2 separate regions of the Mus musculus genome follow, and region 2 is linked to region 1. A link is a contact called in public promoter capture Hi-C data. All regions are on one chromosome and are shown on one strand. The core of a region is the stretch at or near the end of the contact, and the rest is flanking DNA. Distances in the headings are between cores, read along the strand shown.

Region 1 (4,164 bases), core at 1,381-3,880:
AACCACTTTTATTCCAAAGAGCAACATGTTTTTAACTGGAAATAAAGGTGGCCAGTGCCATTTTATTTTGTTGTTGTTGTTGTTGTTGTTGTTGTTGTTATTTTGGTTTGGTTTTCCCCATTGATTTGCACCTAGAGATAGTGCGAGAAAAGACTCTGGTAAAATATTTGTGATGTGGGTAGTGCCTGGTAGTGACTCAAGAGGGCAAAAAAATCACCATTGAACCCAGCAGTGTAGTTTTGAGAACAGACATGACAATGTGACAGAGGATACAAAGTAACAGTGGGCTGTTACTATGTATTTTAATGCTAAGTGAAGGCCAGAAGACCTGGTTGCCCCAGAGACAAGAGAATCCACAGGTAGACACAAGTGATGCTATGTGACCTTGTCCCAAGTTACTATTGATTGTTTAAGTAGAAATGCCAACAGCCTACAGTTGGGCAGAATTGAGGTAGGTGGGGCTTTGTGTTCCCAGTCTTGGGGTCTGAAGAGACCACAAGGAGAGAGAGAAGAAAAACGCCATGGGTTAGGAGTCAAGAAAGCATGGCCCTGAGGCTGGCCAATTGGAGTTAAGAGCAGTCCAGATGGAGCATATTAAGTAATAAGTCAGAGCTATCAATAGGAAAGTAGATTCTAATAGCATAGAGGGTAGATGTGCCCAGCTCTTGTGCTGTTTAAGGCTTATTGTAAATATAAAGGCTGTGTGTGTGTGTGTGGGGGCGTCTTTTATCTGGGAACTGAATGGTCAAAAGTGGGATAGAAACCCTACATGGGGATTAAATATTTTCAGCACCACCCACCCCCACCCCCACACATGGTCACCAAACAGCAAGCTTAATATCACACAGGAATGCTGTGTCTTCTCCAGTTTGTAGAAATCCACGGTACTTGGACAAAGCTTGCGATTTGATGACTACGAAGGAGAGAGACTGTATTTTAGGATGCAAAGGGGAATTTTAAAAGGTCATCCTTCAGGCAGGAATGGGCTTTGTCAGGAAAGAAAATGTTTTTCAAAAGAAAAGAGAAGAAAGGAGTCAAAATGGAGCAAGCAAAGGTGTGGTCTCCGAGGTTACAGGAGAGGCACAGGTGTAAAGCATCATGGGAGGAAGAATCCCAGGGGTGATGGAGAAGGCAACAGTGGGTGGGACCGGGCGTGCATAGCTTGTCCAAAGGGCTGCACAGAAGTTAATTCTGCAGTGAAAATGACACATCTCCAAGGTGACTAGTCACCAAGTCATGGAAAGCGGCCACAGGCAGCACCTGCCTCTCTGGATGCAGGAGAAGGCAGATGTGGTGACCGAGGAAAAACTCCAACAGCTGACGCAATGTGCCTCACCCAGACGAGCAACACCCAAGTTAAAGTCACTTCTAGAATCCCACTTGACACTCAGGCCAAAGCACGTATAAAGGAAAACTTGTTTTCAGGGACACACATTACAACATTCTTCCTTTCCAACTGAGATGAAATGGGAGGTGGGTATATAGCCGGGATGTGGGTTCAGGTTGAAGGCTTTGCCATCAGAGAAGCAAGAATTCCAGCAGCTAACTGTCTGAGGCCTAGGGAAAGGACACTCACTGACCACCTTGGGCAATCTTACTGGCTCCTGTAATAAATCCTATAATGTATCAGATTATAACCCCATCCAAGACACCTTTTGGGGCTACCTGACACCTTTCTTATCAGTAGACAGAAGAGGAAAAGGTTTTGTTAGTAACCTTTAGAGCTACAAAGTGAGAGTTACCAAAAGAATTTAAATGACTAATATTCTGTCTTGGTGACTCCAATACCCACATCTGTGTGAGTCTTCATCTCCCTTACTCTCCGTTGGGGAAGCACATGCCCCCCGCTGAGGCATCTGTCCTTCTGAGCACCCTGCTTTGTCTTAACCCTGATGCTTTTAGTAAAAATACATTTGGCAATGTCTCCCACTTTGCTTCATAAGTATTGGTTGGCCCTGAAATTCTTTTCCATGTTGAAACCCTTTTCTGGGTTCAGCCTGAACGGAGGCCATTAAATGTCTTGGGGGAATTCCTCGGGCCTTTTGAGGGTGGCAGTGTGGAGCTGTGCGTCTGCCTCAGCAGGTGCTGAGAAGATCTGAGATGTGTGTCTTCAACTGTGCATGTAGAGAACTCAGTGTTCCATTACTACATCATTTTTCCCCTGACAGCCTTAGGGAAGAGATTCCAGATGCCGAGGCCATGGTGCCTGGAATTTTCACTCCGGAAACAATTTAGCAAAGGTAATGTAATGAGAAACTAAACTAAATGTGAAATGAAAAGACAGCGAAGGCGGGGAACACTGGCTGTCCACCAAGGAGCCATTTGTAACCCGGGATGATGGACTCTGTGGAGACTCTCTCCAAGTGTAAGCAACAGCAAAAGCATGCCCTCTGAGGAACAAAGAGCAGGTTAGTGCTGACAGGGGTGTGTCCCTGGCAGGTGACCCAAGGAGCAAAGAAACCAAAGCTCACCAGGCTAGAACAAGGGTGTCTGTTTCCCTCTTCCGTTTGCACCCGATTTATACAAACAGTTGCCAAATCCCAGAACAGCATCAAGACAACAAAGCCGGACAAAGCCATGAGCTAGGCACAGGGAAAAGGTACAGCTTTTCAAAAGTTTTTCGGTCCAGCTTCCTTGCCGAGAGCTTTTGATTTACCAAGGAACTTTTAAGAGGAAACAGATGTAAACGCAATGCCTGCAACCCACACCGTAATTCATCCTGTATTTGAAATGGTGACACTTGCATCTTCAGGGGACTCATTTGCCCCTCTCAATTCTGTTGAAGGCCAAGCATGGAAGGCAAGAAGGATGCTGGAAGAGAAACATCTCCAGGACCCAGGTCCTTCATAGACTCCCCATGACACAAAGAGTTCATCTGGAGGTTAACAATAGCAGCTTGGAAACTGGGGCTTGTGCAGGGCTTTCCAAAAACCTAGACTTACACACTCACACCCTTACACACACATTCTCAGACTCTCCCATACACACACATCCATCCACATGCTCACAGTCACACCTGTGAACTCTCATGCTCACGTGCCCCCACACATCTGTGCACACACATACTCTCATGCATGCACAGGTATTTTATCACACTCCCTGCCCCATAGACACACAGTCACAAGCCTGGACTTACTGGGATCACAGACTGGAGGGTCTCAGCATGGGGGAGGTCTCCCTGTACTCCCAGATGAAGACGACCCACCCTGTTCAATGTCTTGTGAGGACTGAGGAGAGGGTGCCAACCCCTGGCAACTTGTGAGATTGAGTAGAGAGCTGGAGGAGATGCCCACCTTGAAACTGCCATGCATTTTCTTAGCTACTGATGCTCCAAACACTGTGACTGACACCCGTGATCTTTACATTTCCTGAAAATTCTCTAGAGTTATTCAATCTTTCAAGTGCCGTTAACCTGACTTTTCAAAACAGTCTCTCACGTACAATAAAAATAAACACCTTCTCAAAGGCAGTCACTCTAATGTCCCAGTGAATGAAGTTTTTTGACAAGACAAAGTGGGCTGAGAAGATGCTTAAGACGGGAGAAAGTAAAGGCCACATTACACAGAGCTACGCCATAGCTGGAAGGAAATACTTCCCCCAACCTAGCAGTGCTGAGAAAAGCAAATCAAAGCAAACAAACAAAGGGTGACATAAAATAAAATCCACAGGTTTGGCGAGTATGCGGTAATTTTCTTTTTTTTTTTTAATTTTTTATTAGGTATTTAGCTCATTTACATTTCCAATGCCATACCAAAAGTCCCCCATACCCACCCACCCCCACTCCCCTACCCACCCACTCCCCCTTTTTGGCCCTGGCGTTCCCCTGTACTGGGGTATATAAAGTTTGCGTGTCCAATGGGCCTCTCTTTCCAGTGATGGCCGACTAGGCCATCTTTTGATACATATGCAGCTAGAGTCAAGAGCTCCGGGGTACTGATTAGTTCATAATGTTGTTCCACCTATAGGGTTGCAGATCCCTTTAGCTCCTTAGGTACTTTCTCTAGCTCCTCCATTGGGAGCCCTGTGATCCATCCATTAGGTGACTGTGAGCATCCACTTCTGTGTTTGCTAGGCCCCGGCATAGTCTCACAAGAGACAGCTACATCTGGGTCCTTTCGATAAAATCTTGCTAGTGTATGCAATGGTGTCAGCGTTTGGATGCTG
Region 2 (4,115 bases), core at 475-2,974, 100 kb after region 1:
CCTTCAGGAGACCACTCTACTCAGGGTCAGCTCACCATGTCATAACCTCAAAACACCTTCAAAGAACAAGAGCAAGGAAACTTCTCCAATTGGAACCAATATACGATGACCTATGTTCTCGAACTGAGTAGAACACTAAAGATTAATCAGAAATACATCTTGTTAGAATGTTGATGGGGTTTGAAAAGAAATAGCAGGCCAGGGAGTCACAACTGGATGTTTACTGGTATCAAAGATCATGGCCCTTTTTGACTCTATAAATTTGTGTAGAACACCCACCCCTACCCCAGTTTATAAGGGGTACTATCTAAGGCCACAGACAGAGGACTGAACCTCAGTTAAGAAACCCTACCTATGCAACTTGTCCCTTCATACAGATACCTAGCATAAAGTTTAATTTGTAAATTAAACACAGTAAGAAATTAACAATTAACAGATAATCATAAAATGAACAATTAAAAATAGGCTGTCATTAAATTTATTGCAGCAAATAGGATCCAGCAATGCATTATTGTGGTACTCAAGCCTCTTGTGATGATGTGAACTGCTGCCATGCGTGTGTGATGATGTGAACTGCTGCCATGCGTGTGTGATGATGTGAACTGCTGCCATGCGTGTGTGATGATGTGAACTGCTGCCATGCGTGTGTGATGATGTGAACTGCTGCCATGCGTGTGTGATGATGTGAACTGCTGCCATGCGTGTGTGATGATGTGAACTGCTGCCATGCGTGTGTGAGGTGACAAAGACAGGTGGATGTCATGGGTCTTGACAAGAAGCGTTAAGCTCCTGTTAAGGGACCTTGAACATAAGCTCTGTGGAGCCATGAGTCTACAGGATAACTGAGAGATGGAATTCACAAACAGGTAGGTATAGCAAGGGAAGCCAGCTGGTCAAGAAACTACAGATGAGCCTGGCTTTCCTTAAATTCTGATGTGAGTTTTTCCAAAGCTCCTAGAGTCAAGACAAAACACCCTGGTTGGATGCTTGGTTGGATCATTGTCTCAGACACCACTTTGAGCTCATCTATGCCTGACATGTTGTAAGAACTCTCTGTACTTCGACCTGAGGTTGCTGGACCTCCTTGGGGACTTCTACTGACTCTGTGAAACACATCTGTCAAGGCTGTAGAAGTCCAGAGAGAACAGCATGTCCCTGCCTTCTTCTCTTCTCTCAAACACGGGTCCTTCAGAGCTCTAACGGGACAGTCCTCCTCGCAAATGCACCCGATGTTCTCAGTATGAAAACCCAAGTTCCTCCCAAGAAGTTACAGTTTGAGGGGAGAGGGGCGAGATCAACATGGAATGTTTTTCTCAATGTAAACTCAAGACATTTGACATGCTGAGTCTATAGACCCATGAGAAAACAGACACGGTTACTCTCCATCCACAAATATCTGGGGCCTCTGCCAAGACAAAGAAGCAGCCATGTCCCGACCTTTATTCAGCCTATAGCCCTCACCATGCTAAGAGCGAAAGCCACCCAACCAGTGAGGCAAAAGCAGGATGACAATTTAGCTCTACCACCAACCTTCCCAGAAACCTTTGCATACCGCCAGTGCTGTCCAGATTAAACTTTACACGAATTTGATTATTTCTCTTTTTGTAATAGAAGCTACATCCAGTTCTGTCCCCCACGGGGAAGCAGCACAGCTAAGCTACTGCTATCCCTGACCAGGAAAGAGGACTTTGGGCGGACCACCAGAGAGCTGGATTCCAAGGGAAAAATAAGAAACACAATACTATCTTAACCCAAAGCATTTCAATATGTTTGGAAAGGAAAATGTTGCCTATGAAATAAGCCGACCTATGCTTTATGTTGTGGGGGTTGCTTGAGGACCACTGAAGTCTTCTTATATTCTGTGGGAAAACTATTCTCCCTTAAGCTTAAGCCTGCAACCCTTCACGGTAAGACTTCTTTGTCCCCTTCTCCCACAAAAACATGGAAAGTGCATCACAATTTAGTGATTTTTTTTTCACCAATCTTTACAATATCACACTGGCATGATGTTCCAAAGCTTACTTCTCTTGGATTTTTAAAACCTTGTCGTTTTCCTGCCAATGAAAGCAGCTGCCTCCCTCCTTCCTAACACACAACTCCAGGATTAAATTCCTTCGATACTACTGAAATATGGCTGGCTAAATGTGCAGGCAATGAGTTTCATGTTTTGAGCTGAACAATTCGTTTTTATGTTTATTATAGTTTCTCCAGGGCTCTGCCATGTTTTATTTCATATTTTTACCTCACAAGAAATATGGGATGGCACAGTCCCTGCCAATAAAAACGGGAGAGGTTGAAACAGGTGTAAACTATTACCAGAACGGCCCCCCAACTCCAGAGCACTCCTGGGTAATTACCTAATTAAAGGGGTTGGGGGTTCTTTTTTAAAGTCTTCCTAGGGCTCAAGGAAACTTCTGTTTAAATATCGGTTTTCCTTTCCAACTGTTTTTTTCTTTCATAGCATTTGATGCTTCATGGACCTAAGTCTAAAAACACAGGGATGAGGAATTTTAGATTTAAAACATATTATGAAGTATCTTTCAACATGACCTAGACAAACAATGAGATTTCCCTGGGGGAAAAAAAAAAGCTTAAATTAAAAACAATAGTTGTAGCCCAGCAAGATGGCTCAGTGGGTAAGAGTACTTGCCACCAAGTCTGATGACCTGAGTTTGATCCCTGGGACCCACAAGAATGAAGGGAAAAGAACACACACAAGTTGTCCTTTGACCTCTACAAGCATGCTGTGGCGTGCACCACAAACACACACACATACACACACAAATAAATAAATGTAATAAATTTTAATAACTGTAAAATGATTTTTCAAGTATATACATTCCTGTTTCCTTTTCACGTATGTGTATATGTGACAGAGAGAGAGAGAGAGAGAGAGAGAGAGAGAGAGGGGCAGGCGTATGTGCAACTGTGTACCTATGTAGGGCAGAGGACAACCTCAGGTATCAGTCAGCTTATTTCGAAAGTGTCTTTGTGAATCCACCACACTAACTCTGAGGTCTTCTGGGAAAGTCTATGTCTTCCACAGAGGGAGAACTGAAATGACAGACACACGCTACCCTGCCCTGGTTTACATAAGTTCTGGGAATATGAATTCAGGTCCATACATTGCACAGCAGTGAGCACTTTACCTACTGAGACAACTCTCCAGCCAGCCCTGTTTTTAAATCCATCTCATGAAGTTTTGTTTTATTGCTTTTTTTACTTGGAGCACAACCTACTAGAGCATACAAGCAACAAAGTTGCTTTCTGGTTACCACACGGACAAACTTTGCTGTTCAAGAAGCACCATTCTTGCCTGCAATGTTGCCAAAATATTTAATTACCAATCGCTTTAACTTAGCTATGAAAAAAAAGCTATACCATACATTGTATTCTGCACACTAAACCATTTCCGGAAAACTTCCCTGGGAGCTGGCCAGTTCTACTGAAAGGGGAATGAGAAGTGGTTTAGGCTTCTACCACAGGAGAAAGGTAAACACCAACCCAGCGACAAAACCTGCAACCTACAATTCCTGCAAGATATACTGGTTCCACTGTGGCATAAACTAGGCCACTGGCCTAAGGGAAAATCTGCTACTATTCTGCTAAAGAAACACACCACTAAAATGACTCCTGGCATCATAAGGCTCCACCCATATAGATCAGTGCCTTGCTCAACCCACATCAGAAAAGCTTCTAACAGGGGATGGCAATCAACACAGAAACCCACAAGTAGACAATGTACAGAGAATAAGAGACTTAGAAGCACTCAGCCCTCAATAGGATATCTTCATCAAACCCATCCCCCAAGGCTCAGGGAGCTATGCAGAAGAGAGAGTGGAGACCTTGTATGGCTGAGAGGTGATGGGGATACAAAGTAACCAGTGTCTTCCAGATACAACAGAAGTGACAACATATTAACTCACAGATACCATGGCAGCATGCATGGGGTCTTCACAGAAAAACAGGGGTGCCCACCCCTAACCAAGAATCTATTTCCAACTGGCATCCACTTGCAAAGGGAAAATCAATTTCTTCCAAGGAAGTCAAGTGGTTAGGGATGTAAGGAGATTCTGAGAGGGATGGGAACCTGAGGGATGGAAAAAGTATGATCA

What was found. Promoter capture Hi-C pulls out the DNA fragments that hold promoters and counts their contacts.
Region 2: a promoter capture Hi-C map of the 3T3-L1 cell line shows a contact between it and region 1, with 4 times the contacts expected there. The contact joins two enhancer-like sites. A contact is called at or near these places in 4 of 39 promoter capture datasets (the 3T3-L1 cell line, cranial neural crest, liver and 1 more), 1 of 15 datasets of contacts at CTCF or cohesin (the NIH/3T3 cell line) and 3 of 484 Hi-C or Micro-C datasets (embryonic stem cells, epidermal suprabasal cells and nephron progenitors).

Annotation. Positions count from the first base shown.
Region 1 is chr10:70,981,076-70,985,239 of GRCm38.p6, forward strand. The region is part of intron 3 of Bicc1 (BicC family RNA binding protein 1); the gene reads right to left. Among named protein-coding and RNA genes, the nearest start is that of Gm24486, 100 kb to the left of the region's middle. Within about 2 kb of position 2,631, at least 13 of the 459 cell types and tissues checked have an H3K27ac peak or open chromatin away from gene starts, as enhancers often do.
Region 2 is chr10:71,082,082-71,086,196 of GRCm38.p6, forward strand. The region is part of intron 1 of Bicc1 (BicC family RNA binding protein 1); the gene reads right to left. Among named protein-coding and RNA genes, the nearest start is that of Bicc1, 76 kb to the right of the region's middle. Within about 2 kb of position 1,725, at least 8 of the 459 cell types and tissues checked have an H3K27ac peak or open chromatin away from gene starts, as enhancers often do.